Regions from separate parts of the Mus musculus genome. Here region 1 is linked to region 2. Evidence: chromatin contacts called from public HiChIP or PLAC-seq data. All regions are on one chromosome and are shown on one strand. The core of a region is the stretch at or near the end of the contact, and the rest is flanking DNA. Distances in the headings are between cores, read along the strand shown.

What was found. HiChIP or PLAC-seq counts read pairs in DNA pulled down with a chosen protein or histone mark.
Region 1: a contact with region 2 is called in an H3K4me3 HiChIP or PLAC-seq map of the 230-238 cell line, with 16 read pairs. The contact joins the promoter of Abraxas2 here to the enhancer-like site in region 2. A contact is called at or near these places in 1 of 484 Hi-C or Micro-C datasets (spermatogonial stem cells), 13 of 115 datasets of contacts at active chromatin or transcription factors (the 230-238 cell line, CD8 T cells, bone marrow-derived macrophages and 8 more) and 2 of 9 other capture datasets (adipose tissue and liver).

Annotation. Positions count from the first base shown.
Region 1 is chr7:132,854,603-132,862,127 of GRCm38.p6, reverse strand. It overlaps Abraxas2 (BRISC complex subunit), which reads right to left and starts at 2,903. Exons shown (of 9, transcript NM_198017.3): 1 at 2,795-2,903. The coding sequence starts at 2,893.
Region 2 is chr7:132,695,767-132,702,710 of GRCm38.p6, reverse strand. All of the region lies in intron 6 of Lhpp (phospholysine phosphohistidine inorganic pyrophosphate phosphatase), which reads right to left. Among named protein-coding and RNA genes, the nearest start is that of Lhpp, 89 kb to the right of the region's middle. Within about 2 kb of position 2,905, at least 53 of the 459 cell types and tissues checked have an H3K27ac peak or open chromatin away from gene starts, as enhancers often do. A contact at or near this core is called in the 230-238 cell line, CD8 T cells, bone marrow-derived macrophages and 2 more, where this site is marked.

The sequences.
Region 1 (7,525 bases), core at 1,654-4,153, 160 kb before region 2:
TAGTACCAGAAGGCATCGTTCAAGCTTCCAAAGGAAGGAGGCAGCTGACAGTTCTACCCAGCTGTAACACTTGTGAACCACAGCAATGACCTGCGTATCACACTAACTCCGAGGCTGCAGTAGTGGCACACATAACTTAGGAATAACCATCGGCTCTCTGGTTGGACTTAAGATCTGCTCAATAAGAAGAAAACCATGGCTGATACCAGATACCTAACCAACTCCTTTGTGCTAGTGAAGTCAGGGACCTTGGAGAAGCTACAAGCATCACTTTACTGAACCAGCATGACCCCTAACAACAATCTAAACATTTGTCTTTATACTCACAGATACGTGTACTCCTCACTCCTCAGCAAGGAAACATCTCTTTGCAACAAATGGAAATATTACAGGAAACCATAACCAAATGCAGAGTTGTGGAGCGCAGTTCCAATGAATACATTTACAAAACTCTCCCATACCAAAGGCTCAGGGAACATAAGTAGAAGAGAGGGCAGAAAGACTGTAAAAGCCATAGGATCATGATGTTTGTTGTGAGATTGTCAGAAGCTATGCTCATAAAGTCTCATAAACATGTCTGCCTAAATATGAGCTGAACAGGACGACACCCATAGACAGGCCAGAGTGGTCAGGCAAAAGCCCACAGGGCCTCAACCCTACCAAAAGAACTCCAGGCATCTAAGGAGTGTCGAGAGTGGGAGAGAGTCTTCCCCAGGGAAGAGCACACCAATTGGTTATCCAAAACAAAGGCACAGTCCTGAACCTTACAGATGAGGAACATTTTTCAGGCTAAGCAGGTTATATTTAGGAATATATATGCATACATATAAGCATATAATAGTGATTAATAAAAAAAAAAGAGACCATGTATTTGAAAGAAAGCAAGAAGGAGTATAAGTGTGTGGGGGAAAGGGAGTCTGGAGGGAGAAAAAGGAAGAAATGATGTAGTTATAATCTCAAAAATGTTTTCAAAAATGTTTGCTAACTTTAGCTCCACAGAATAAGTTTAGCTTTAGATTAATTTTCCTAGACCAAACAAACACATCTTTTAAAAAGTAAATTCTTGGTTCTTCAACTTTAAAACTGACTTTTTTTTTTTTTTTTTTTTTTTTTTTGGTTTTTCGAGACAGGATTTCTCTGTGTAGCCCTGACTGTCCTGGAACTCACTCTGTAGACCAGGCTGGCCTCGAACTCATAAATCCACCTGCCTCTGCCTCCCAAATGCTGGGATTAAAGGCGTGTGCCACCACGCCCCGCCTGACATTACTTTTAAGTATTCCACACCCATAACTGTGGTAAGGTTAATATAAAAATGTATAATCATATAAAACACAATTCAAACTATTGGCCTTGTATAAAATTTCTTCCCTCATGCCAAGTAGGAGATAAATATTAAGGAAATTGCTATTAAATAGCTAGAAAGCTAGAGCTGGGTTTAATGGCTTCCCCTTGAAATCCCCACACTTAGGATTGGGGGTGATCAGGAGTTCAGGGCCAGCCTTGACACTATCTCAAGACAACAAAGAATAAATAACAAGTGAAGAAACGGAACTATGGCAGTTTCTAGAAATACTGTCCAAGTTTCTTATCTTTATAATAATCTTGTCTTATACACAAACTATGACATTCCTAGGTACTCTCTAAAACAGAATAAATAAGCACCCTGAACTCGTAACTGCAGTCCATGGACGCTAGGAACTTTACAACCACTTACAGTATTAAGAGCTAGCTGCAATACTGAAGGCTAGTAGGTCAGAGCTGGCTTTAGGAAAAAAAGCAGAACAATGCTGAATATATTCCTATCAGTAATCTCTGCCATCAACACTGCAGAGATGAAAAGAACAGTAAATTCATTCCACTCAGTATACTCATGGAATCGCCTCTCAGAATCAGTCTTTATTAATGGAATCGAAGATCAGTGACATCAAACCAAATCCAGTTTCCCTTCTAACTACTGTTTTTATAATGACAACCACAAAAAGCCCCATCTCTTATTCAATGAATTTAAATCGTTCACCAATAACAACAACACACACACAAACCGCTAATTGGTGGGAGAGTAATGTCCTGTAAAAGCACCTATTTCACAAATAATTTCCAGAGGTCAACGGCATTGAAAGGCAATTCGTAAAATAAAGACACCGAAGAGTCCTATGGACTCCATGGCCTGTACATTTCTGATCGCTCATAAGTGGGCCTGTCACTTCCCTCTTAAGACAAGTTCCGGGGATTAGAACACTCGCTGAGGAACTAAACAGGCAACTTTGAGGAAGTGCAAACAAGACTCTGCACCTAACGAGCCTATTCACATTCTCCATTTTCCACTGGGGTGAAAAAAAAAAAAATCCAAACAGCCACATCTGATAAGTATGAACGGTGACAGACACGACGACCCGTGTGGCCGGGGGTCAGAACTTGGATCCTCTCCTAGATTACAACCCAGACCTTTGAACTCCATCCCGACCCAAGGCACTCAAGTCTGGAAGCGCGATTCTCAGCGAGGGGTAGGCACCCAGTTTTGGCTAGGCGACTCCTGACACTGGCGGGGCCGGGCGCTTTAGGTCCTTTGGACTGAGAACAGCTGTGCCAGGACCCGCCCGAGGCCGAGAGCGCCAGAGAAGGGCCCGCGGGGTGCAGGAGCTGGAAGGGGGCGGGAGCCGCCTGGGTCACCAGCTCATCGGTTTGTCCCGGGGATTGAAGGCCGAGCCTCCAGCGGTCGTCGCTTGGCCGCAGGCGCCGGCCTGAGGAGGAAGCCGAAGGCCCCAGCGGCCACGGCAGGGGGCCCGGCACCTACGTGGTCGGCGTTGCTGTTGGCGCTGTGGAAACACACAGCGCTGAAGGTGTAGCCCGAAATGGAAGCCGCCATGATGGAAATCTCCACCTCCCCCATCATGCCCCGCGGAGGGTGCACAGCCTTCCGGACGCCCCGCCGCTGAGCATCCTGGGAAATGAAGTCCTCCAAGCTACTCGAAGCTAGGACAGGGAAGTAAAGGATTCCAGATCAAAGAGAACCAGCACCTTCAGTTTTGTGTGTTCCTCAGACACCGGCCTGTCTGTACAGCCTTGTTATAATCCAGTTTGTCCCTTCTGCAAATGAAGTTGAAGGATGGAAGGCCGGAGATGATTCCAGCAATTGAACAGGTTGAGATTTGACTTGGGAACAGCATGATGTAATTTCAACTTGAACAGACCACTTTGCCTGCCTGGTTGAGACTAATGCGTAGGAGAAATGGAAGGGAAGGAGATTTACAATAATCCCCACCTGGTGCAGTGACAGGGGAATTATGGTCAGAAGTAGTGGAGCTGGTAAAACGATTGGATTCTGGACTCAAAAACAATTCAAATATAAGTCGTGTAAGGGCAGAAGGGTTGCATGTCGGAGGCCAGCCAATGAATGCTACATAGACTTGTTTCAACAAACAACAAAAACAAAAACCTTCAAGTTTGACAAAAATCATAGAAGACAAAAACAAATAAGTAGCAATGAATAAACTATCAAATTTAGAAAGAAAAAAAAAAAGGGAACTATTTCTTCTGCAGCTTGCTAAGACTTCAGTATTCCTAGCTGGGCTCCTGATTTCCCTACAGAGCTACTTCTCACTTCTTTTCCAAGTTCAGCAAATAAAACTGTTTATGACAATTACTCAAATCAAAACCTTTGCAGCTGGGGCTGGAGAGATGGCTCAGAGGTTAAGAGCACTGACTGCTCTTCTGAAGGTCCTGAGTTCAAATCCCCGAAACCACATGGTGGCTCACAACCATCCATAACGAGACCTAGCGCCCTCTTCTGGAGTGTCTGAAGACAGCTACAGTGTACTTGCATATAATAAATAAATAAATCTTAAAAAAAAAAAAAAAACCTTTGCAGCTAGCCTTAACAACTTCTTTTCTCTTGTTCCCTACATCAGATCAGCTAAAACGATCTTCAAAAAAATACTGAGTCCTACGATTCACTACCAGCACATCTGCCACCCTGACCCAAAACACCATTTTCTCTCTCCTGGTTATGACAACTTCTCAGAGTCCCAGTTGGTGGCAATTTTGCCCTTAAGGGATGCTTGACATTGCTAGGAGATATTTTCCAATGCCAACCCCAGGGGAAGGAGGTAAACTCAGGAAAGGCCTCATAACAGAATTAACCAGTCCAAAATGTCGAGGTAATGAAGTGAGGCTGTTGACCTGCAAATATATCCTCAACACAGTCAGTGAAATGATCATGGTAATGTTTAGATATAAGGTGTCAATTATACCTGGCCAGCCTCCAAATCCTACGCCGACATGCCCTCCCCCTGCATTCCTGCTTCTGCTACCCTGATAGACTTGGCTACAGCTACAACAGTAGCCTTTTTGCTTTCTGGAAGCACTGAAAGTTCATCAGGTCATAGTGCCTTTACATATGTCCCTTTCCTCTGCCTGAGATGCTGGTCTCTTGGACAACTATATAGCTCACTGTTTTATGCCTGCCCTGGGTGCTTTGAAAGGCCACCCAGACCTCTTCTTGCAGGACTGATTGATTTAGCCTGGCTGCTGGGGAAGTTTTCCATTGACAGCTCCCAGTTCACATCTCCTGGAACTATTCCCTGTGAGAGAGAACCTAATTTTCCAGCTCAGTTAGTTTTCTTATCCAGTTTAAGACCACCTGCCTAAGTGCCACCCACAAAGAGCTGGGCCTTCCTACATCAATTAGCAATTGCTGGAAATAAAATCCGATGGCTCACTTTTCAAAGGTGTCTCTAGCCAGCTTAGGTCCAGCTAACAGTGAACAGAAAACAGAAGGCCCTTGCTAATGCTTGATAGTCTAGCTAAGTACCCCTCCCCCAAATGTTAATAAGCTACTCCCCCCAAACTGAAAGTTTAGAGTATAAAAAAATCTCAAACATCCAAACTTTTCTACAAGATCATTCATTGGTTTGATATGCTTTAAAATATGCAAGATGTGAAACATGGAGATAGATCCAGACATGGTTTTGGTTGTTAGGACTATATCCTTTTAATTATTAAAAAAAATAAGAAAGGGTCATTCCTTAGGGTTTGTAGACAGTGTTCTGCATTCAGTAGGCTTGCTATCATAGGCTGACACAGAAATTTTCCAGGTTGCAAAATAAACTGCTTCATTTTCTCTACTCTGAGTTACCAGTACTCTTTTTTTTTTTTTCCCCCGAGACAGGATTTCTCTGTGTAGCCTTGGCTGTCCTGGAACTCACTTTGTAGACCAGGCTGGCCTCGAACTCAGAAATCCGCCTGCCTCTGCCTCCCAAGTGCTGGGATTAAAGGTGGGCGCCACCACTCCCGGCTCAGTACTCTTATTATGAAGTGAGAATCATTGTTTCTGACACAATCAAGAGGGTCTCCCACAATTGTGCCCATAGGTTTTCACCATATGGGTTGTGACCCCAAATGTCAAATATTGTGCATGTCAGATAACAGTAAGAAAATTACAGCCCACCAAGCCAATCTGATATAGACAGTTTCTCAACTGGGGGTCTCTTCCCAGATAATTGTAGGATGTGTCAAGTTGACAAAGCTCACCAAGACAAACTCTTACCACCATCTAGCATTGTCTGTACTTTTAATTCTATTTCCCTGTTTATTATTTTTTCTCTGCTAGCCTATTCTAAAATTCATGAAGGATTCATGTTTTAGTTGCTTGCAGTTGCAATTTTTTTTTTGTCCTATGGAATTAATGCCAGGCATGGAGATACTGCCTATTTTGTAACTGTTGAGTAAATGTTGTGTGGGAAAATGTAGAGTTCAAAGGAAGATGGTTTTATTCTATCAGCAGGTTGCTATAGAGATATGAAGATATGCTGGGTTGGTGGTGTGTGCCTTTAATCTTAGTATTTGAGAGGCAGAGGCAGGCACCACTAGCCTAGTACAAAGTTTGTTCCCTGGACCCCGCATGGTGAAAGAAAGGAACTAACTCTTGAGGGTTGTCCTCTGATCTCTATACTCACAATGAAGGTGTGTGTGTATGTGTGTGTGTGTGTGTGTGTGTGTGTGTGTGTGTGTGTGTATGTGTGTGATGCTTCCATACACAACAAGCATGTAATCATATCTTTAAAAGAGAGGGTCTTACCAGGCAATGGTGGCCCATGCCTTTAATCCCAGCACTCGGGAAGCAGAGGCAAACAGATCACTCATTTTGAGGCCAGCCTGGTCTACAGAGTGAGTTCCAGGGCAGCCAGTGCTACACAGAGAAACCCTGTCTTGAAACCAAAAGAAAAACAAAACAAAACAAAACAAAAGGGCCCAAAGGCATGGGGGCGAGCATAACAGTAGCAAAATTATAGTTATGAAGTGCTAAGGAAAGAGTTTTGTGTTTGAGGTCACCACAACCCGGGGAATTGTACTACAGGGTTGCAGCAATAGGAAGGCTAAGAACAGTTGTGCTAGGGGGCCTTTACCTGGTATACTTAAAACCTGAAATACTTCAGAGTTTGGAGTGATTTGGAGTTTAAATTTTTGGGTTGCTGATTTGGCCAGTTGTTTTTTTGTCAACTCAACACAAACCTGGACTTAGCTGGGGAAAAGGAATCACAACTGAGAAACTGCCTTCACCAGATTGGCCTCTGAATATGATTGTGGGACATTTTCTTGATTTCTAGCTGAAGTGTGAGGGTTCAACTCACTCTGGGCAGTGCCATCCTTGGGCACGTGGGTTGGGGCTATTTAACCTCTAGCCCCAACTCCAATTTTTGCTTCTAGCTGCCTGAATTTCCCTTTATACCTTAAATTCAATGAAACAAAACTCAGCCCCCTCCCCATGCCTCCAGACACCCATCCTTCTCTCTCTCTCTCTCTCTCTCTCTCTCTCTCTCTCTGTGTGTGTGTGTGTGTGTATCTGTGTGTCTGTGTGTGTGTGTGTGTGTGTGTGTCTCATTTTTTTGAGACAAAGTTTCTCTGTGTAGTCCTGGCTGCCCTGAAACTCACTCTGTAGAGCTAGGATTAAAGGCATGGGCTACCACCATCTAGACAGACTCTTTCTTTAAAAATTTTATTATATGCTTATTGTGTATTGTAACTACTACTGCTGCTGCTGCTGCTGCTGCTACTATAGGAGCAAGGCGTGGGGAGCAATGCAGTGAGTGTTCCTCTGTGGACTCTGCTTGAGTTCCTGCCTTGTTTTTCCTCAGTGATGAGCTGTACAATCTGTATGCCAAATAGACCCTATTCTCGATGAGATGCTTTTGGTCAGTATTTTATCACAGCACAAGGAAAGCCAACTAAAGCAAAGATGCCCAACCTGTAGTAAAGATAAGAGCTGACATTTTCTGAACCCTGACTATATGCCATGCCCTTTCTAAGCTCTCTAAACATACAGTATGCTCACTTGCAGTTCCTGACATCTCTTTGAAGCGGCATCTTTTTAAGCCCCATTTTATAGTTGCAGAACCAGAACTTAGATTTACTGACTATTTCTCATGTGTCAGACAGGTTGTATTTGGCTGGACTAATCTCATATGTATTCTCAGAGTGTCTTGTGTGACAGGTGCCACTATTATGCTTGTTATAATAGAGGCTTCAC
Region 2 (6,944 bases), core at 1,656-4,155:
ATGCCCTGGGAGCTGAGTGCAGGGAGCGACTGAGTAATGGCAGAAACAAGGAGGTTCTGTGCACACAGCCCACGGGCCAGCTTCACAGAGATGGGCTTTGTACCCAGGAAAAGAAAATGGCACAGGGACCCAAGCAAAGGAGCCCAGAAAGGACTGTCATCTGCCACTTCCACCTCCAGGGCACAGATGGCAGAGGACACCTCCTCTGGGGCAGTCGTGCCAGGGTGCCCTCTCCTGCTTTCTCACAGTCATGGCCTGTTCCCCAAGAACAGGATAGGATAGGGTTCTCTAGACTATGGGGGGCATGCATTCTTGTCCACTGCTTTGGACCAGTTGGGCTGACTGTCTCTGGTGGCTGAGGCCAGGTCCTGGGGCTGCCCAGAGAAAGAGCATTCAGTGAACTGGGAACTAGCATGGGGTAGTGATGCCAACTTCAGACCACACTGACGCAGCTGGAGGGAGAGAAGGTATATCGTTTCAGGGGCCAGATGCAAAGGGCATTTTCACTTTTGAGTGTGGGTGGAATGGGAATCTGAACTACCCAGGAGCCAGGATGCCATAGCACAGCTCCTGCAAAGGCCGGGAGGATGGGCTGGGAGATCTGCCTCCTCTGGTCTACAAAGTCAAGCCTATAGGGGTTACCCTCCACAGGCATGCATTCAAAACAAAGGGTTCCTGCAGTGTAATTCTGGCTCATAACACACATAGTCAAGACAATTCCCTGGGTTCCAGAGGAGGGGACAAGAGGTCTATGCTGGGCTGCTGGCAGGAGCCTGAGGGTCAGTGACCTCCCATGGTGTAGCTGGGTGGGTGGCACTGGACACAGTTCTTAGGCATGCACTCCTATGCCTCTGTTCTAACACTAAGTTCTGGAGGTGGGTGAGGAAAGAGTGTTCCTGGAGTTGGGGGTTCCCTGCCCTTCCCCGTGGGGAAAACACTGGGTCATATGATAATGAACAGACTTGAGCAGACATCCTTCCCATGGAGCCCATGTCCTTGTTTAGCCAAGGCCTCCTTGGTATCCACTGTACTCAACAAGGTCTGGTGTGGCTGAGAGCATACAAAGGGATTTGTTTATTCCTGTCACAGCCCTTGGAGAGCTGGGCCTGCCTAGTGCCCTTAGTTCGTGGAACCTGACACGCCTACATGTACTCTGGAGCTCACAGCCTGAAGCCTGTGTATCCAGCTATGCCTCTACCTGATGCCAGCTGAAACCACTGTGGAGAAGGCTTCACTGGGATTCCTCATTGGCCTGGAGCAATCTGAAGGTTGGCCACATGGCAAGCATCAGGGCCATCACTCAGCTCCAATCAGGGAGGCTGGCCAATGGCAGGCCCGAGAGTCCTCAAGAGGCCCCTACTGAGGTGAGCTGACATTCTATCGTTGTGGAGAAGCACCATGACTAAGCGGCACATGAAAACAAGCAAGCACTTAAGTGGGGGCTTCCTTATAGTTTCAGATTAGTCTATGATCATTATGGCAGGAAGTATGGCAGCAGGCATGCAGGCACAGTGCTAAGCAATAGCTGAGAGCATCCATCCATCCATCCATCCATCCATCCATCTATCCATCCACCCACTTATCCATCCATCCATCCATCCATCCACCCACCCACCCACCTATCCATCCATCCATCCATCCATCCATCCATCCATCCCACCCATCCATCCATCCATTTACCCACCCACCTATCCACCCATCTATCCACCCATCCATCTATCTATCTATCTATCTATCTATCTATCTATCTATCATCTATCTTATTGGCAAAATGGAGGGGGCTGTGGGAGGGTTGGCCTGGGCTTTTGAAACCCCATCCCCAGGGAAACATCTCCTCCAACAAGGCCACACCTCCTAATCCTTCCTAAACAGTCCACCAACTGGAAACCAGACATTTAAGTAAATGAGTCAATGGAGGCCGTTCTCATTCAAACGACAAAGGACATATGGCTCACTGGCCACTAAAGGGAGTGGAAACATATTCTACAGCTGGCACCTCCTTTGCAGTCAGAGTTCCAATCAACACAGGTGACCAAAAAGTTCCATCTCTTGGCAGCCCAACAGAGCAAGAATGTGGCCAGAGTCTGGTCCACTGCCTTGCCCAATGCTGTGCCATTTTGGCTCTGCAGTGGGAGCACCCCTTCCCCAGACACCCCAGCAGAAGTGGGGTGCATCTGAAAATGCCATACACTATGAGAGCAGACCAGCCCAACCCCCAGCCCCCGCACTTCTCCATGGAAGCAAGGGGGCTGAGGAGGAGGGCAGAGCTCCCAGCCAGCCTGCTGTGTGGTGGTGAGGAGCCCTGACTCACAGTACTACCCAGATGAGCTCCAATACTGTTATGCCCCAGCTTCACCCCCTTCCCAGGGCTCCAGCTGGCTGTTCTCACTCTTACTCCAACCCCACCAGGGCAAAAACCTGTCAGCAAGTCAGCAGAGCTAAGAGTGGGGTGGGGACCTGTGCCCGCAACTGAGACACACCCTCTGTGCATGTGGGCAGCATATGTTGGAGGCTGGGCGTGCAGTCCAGAGGCAGAAGGAGTCATGTTGCCTGTTCTAGACCCGGGGCTCCCAGAGGTCCCTGGTGGCCTCAGCTCCATTTACAGCTGAAGAACCTAGGGTGGGGTTAGGGCTCATCTAACTAAACTCCCCTGAGGCAGACAGTGCCTCAGGAACCTGGAGCCCAAAGCATATTTGTCCTCCAACTGGGAGGGATCAGGGGTCTCCCCCAGCAAGAGGTAGTGCTTGTCAAGCCAGTTTCAAGGGCACTGAGCCCTGATAAGGATAAACTGAGGCAGGGAGTTACCAGAAGTCTCACACATTTTCAAGAGCCACAGACTCAGGTCAGGTAATGGCTGCTGGTTGGGCATGTGACATCCTGGCCTCCCACTTCCTCCCCTGGGCCCTAGGACTTCTGAGTGATTTCTGAGCTGACAGGCAGACAGCAGGAAGCCCTGGTGTGTCTAGGAGAGGAGGGGTGTCCTGCCCTTGAATTTATAGCCAGAGAAGGTGGGTCTCCAAGCCCCTTTCTCTTGTCATTTTTTTGGGAGCCAAGCCTGCTGGTGTCTCAGATATCCCCAACTGCCCTTTGCTTCATTCCCTCTGACCCCATGAAGTGACATTCACAGCCCTGGGTTGTGATGGGAAGACTGTCAGCCAGTATATGAACTGCACTCTAGGTCACGAGGTTCTCCACCTGTGTGGGTACAAACCTTGCTGAGAATCCCCAATAGCTCTGCCCAGCAGTCCATGCAACTGTGGTCTGCATCTCCAGGGACAAGAAACAACAGCTTAAGGGATGGGGACAGCCCAGAGTCCCAGTGGAGTTGGTATGCAACATTTAACCTAACCTAGATCCAGGCTCCTCGGAATGGCTCCTCTGGGAGTTGCTACTGAGCTTGCTGACCTCTGGACAGACCCTGATGTCTGCGGCAGGGGCACCTCTCCCTTCCCTTCCACCTCAGGACCAACTCTCAGCTGAAAAGTGTTTGCAGCTTTGACAATGAGGTGAAAAGAGTCCATAGTTCATGAACGCTAACAAAAGGGCAGGCTGGGGGCCTCTGGGAAGGGCTACCGAGAGCAGCTTAGATCCAGGTCTGGGCAAGGCTGTATCCAGCAGGCAGCTGGCAATGGACACCAGGCCTACTCATAAATTAGTAGTGATGACACCTATCAACCAGACAGAACCCAACCCAGGGATCCATCTGAACTTACTCACAGCGGACATCTTCCTGTGAGGTTCCCACACACCCCAGATGGCAGCAGGGTGAGTGTGGGCAGGAAACAGCTGTTTCTATGATGGTGGTGTCCTAGGAGTCCTCTCTGTAGTCGCTGGCCGTGGCTGGAGTATGGAGCAGGTGTACTAAAAGTCACATACCTACCGAGGATCCTTGGAGTTTCTGGTTGGTACTGATAAAGAGCCTTTCAAAACTAAAAGCCAGCCAGGTATGGTGGCAGGCATCTTTAATCCCAGCAGAAATAGGCAGATCTCTTTGAGTTTGACACCAGCCTGATCTACAGAGTGAGTTCCAGGTCAGCTAAGGCTATATATAATGAGAGCTTGTCTTAAAAACTCAAAACAAAACAACAGAAAATAAGGCTAGAAGCTATAGTCTGCCTTTTTGAGCAATGTGGGGAAACCTAACAGTGGGCTGAGGCTGTAGGCAGCTGTGCAAGGGGACAGGGCCAAGTGCTCCTGTCCCACCTCCACCTGTCTCTACGGCTCATGCTTTATTTTGTTTTGTTTGAGATAGGATCTTTCTGTGTAGTCTTAGCTGTCCAGGAACTCACTCTGTAGACCAGGCTGGCCACAAACTCGTAGAGACCCGCCTGCCTCTGTCTCCTGAGTGCTGGGATTAAAGGCTGCACCGCCACTGCCTGACTCTATTGCTCATTCTCCCTCCCTCCTCTTCTGTTTTTTAAAGATTTATTTATTTATTCATTTATTTAATGCATATGAGTATACTGTCCCTATCTTCAGACACACCAGAAGAGGGCATCAGATCCCATTACAGATGGTTGTGAGTCACCATGTGGTTGCTGGGAACTGAACTCAGGACCTCTGGAAGATCAGTCAGTGCTCTTAACCACTAAGCCATCTCTCAAGCCCTCTATTGCTCATTCTTAATGCTAGGCACCCTTCACTCAAGTGCATTTCCATCTGAGAGTCAATCCCCAAGGAACATGCCATGTGTACCAGGCAGTTTTCTTTGACCCCTTTCGACTCCCAGTTCCCTCCTTTTCCTTAGGTACCCACTCTATGTCCATGGCACCCAAACTAAGCATCCCCCACTCCTCTATACCTTCATGGTATCAGTCATAGCCTTGCCTCTACCAGCACATCAGGATACGGGAGTTCCTAGAAGACTGGATGTTTCATCCTTGTGTTCTTAGGCAGACCAATCCTCAGAGCCCCCTTTCTCTATGTAACTGAGCTGAGAGGATCCCACCTTCCAGCTAACAAACCAAGATTCATAAGCAGTATGTGGCCTGCCCAGGGTCATGGAGCTGGTGTTCAGAGGTTGGCTTGGAAACACGTGCAGTCTGGTCTAGATCCCATGGGGGTCCCAGGACTGAGCTGTCAGGTGACGAGCAACGGTTTCCGAAAGGCTAGCAAAGGCAGCTCTACTGGGGCTGGCAGCCGCCTTGGGATAGAGGAACCTCTGACAGCTGCTCATGTTTTGATGAAAACATGGTAAACACCTGGTACATGTGCGTGGATTTAAACAAGCTGGTCCCAGCCTTTCTGAGTGTAACAGTTGAGTCCCTGAGAGATCTGTACTTGCCTCACCCAGGGAACAGGGCCAGGTGTCCACCCACTCAGGGCCTCTCAGGAAAGCTACTCTGCCCTCCCCTCCTCAAGCCAGCTTCCCGAGGCTGCACCCCTAGGCTCTGAATCTTCATGGCGGTGCCAGGAGAACAAAGACATGGAGAGGGGGTACCCTCCCTGATCTTGCAGCTGGCCAGCATCACCGAATCCTGCTACTTGAGGACCTAGTACTACCTTTATTGTAATGGACAGAGCCCAGTGACTGAGCCAGGGATCCTGTAGACAGAAGTGAAGCCACCAAGGGCTTGGCACCCTGGGAGGGGGCACTGATACTCCTGAAAACAACCTGCCCAGAATACCAGATGGCAGGATGGTACTTACACTTAGAATCTCTGTCCTGATCATGCTGGTCCCAGTGAAGGCTCCTGGCCCTTCACAGGGCCCACTGCTGGGGAGCACGTTGCTTGCTCCCAGGGAGTTCCCACTCCATGCAAGTGTGACTGGAGCTTAGGAACTGGTTCCTGACCTCAAGGCTCTCCAGGGAGCAGTCTCTGCCTCTATCACATCTGCTCCACTAAGGAACATTAAACAGGGCATCCAGATAGTCAGAGCACCCAAGAGGGACACAGGCCACAGGAGTCACTAGGTAATATAGGAGACAGCATGTTCCACAAAACCTGGGCCAAGCCCTGCCCTAAGCAAGCTGCCCCTCTGAGGTGCATTGATGTAGGAACAACTAAGGGTGTCTACGAGTGACACGCTGAGCTGGCACTAACAGGACATAGGAAGGACTGCCTGGGACTCCACCCTACCCAGGGAAATCTCTCATTTCAGATGCACTAGCCATCTCTGCTAGAGTGAAACCGGACTTGTCCACAGAAATCGCTCTTCTACCTCAAGCCTGGATATCTTTCCTAAAGAGTTAATCTTAAAGCAACACTCCTCTGTTGCTGGTGGGATTGCAAGCTGGTACAACCACTCTGGAAATCAGTTTGGTGGTTCCTCAGAAAACTGGACATAGTACTACCAGAAGATCCAGCAATACCTCTCGTGGACATATACCCAGAAGAAGTTCCAACTGTTAATAAGGACATATACTCCACTATGTTCATAGCAGCCTTATTTATAATAGCCAGACGCTGGAAAGAACCCAGATGTCCCTCAACAGAGGAATGGATACAGAAAATGTGGTACATTTACACAATGGAGTACTACTCAGCTATTAAAAACAATGAATTTATGAAATTCTTGGACAAATGGATGGATCTGGAGGATATCATCCTGAGTGAGGTAACCCAATCACAAAAGAACACACATGATATGCACTCACTGATAAGTGGATATTAGCCCAGAAACTTAGAATAGCCAAGATACAATTTGCAAAACACATGAAACTCAAGAAGAAGGAAGACCCAAGTGTGGATACTTCGTTCCTTCTTAGAATGGAGAATGAAATACCCATGGAAGGAGTTACAGAGACAAAGTTCGGAGCAGAGCCTGAAGGAACGACCATCCAGAGACTGCCCCACTTGGAGATCTATCCCATAAACAACCACCAAACCCAGATACTAGGCAGATGCCAACAAGAGCCTGCTGACAAGAGCCTAATATAACTGTCTCCTGTGAGTCTCTGCCAGTGCCTGGCAAATACAGAAGTGGGTGCTCCCAGTCATCCA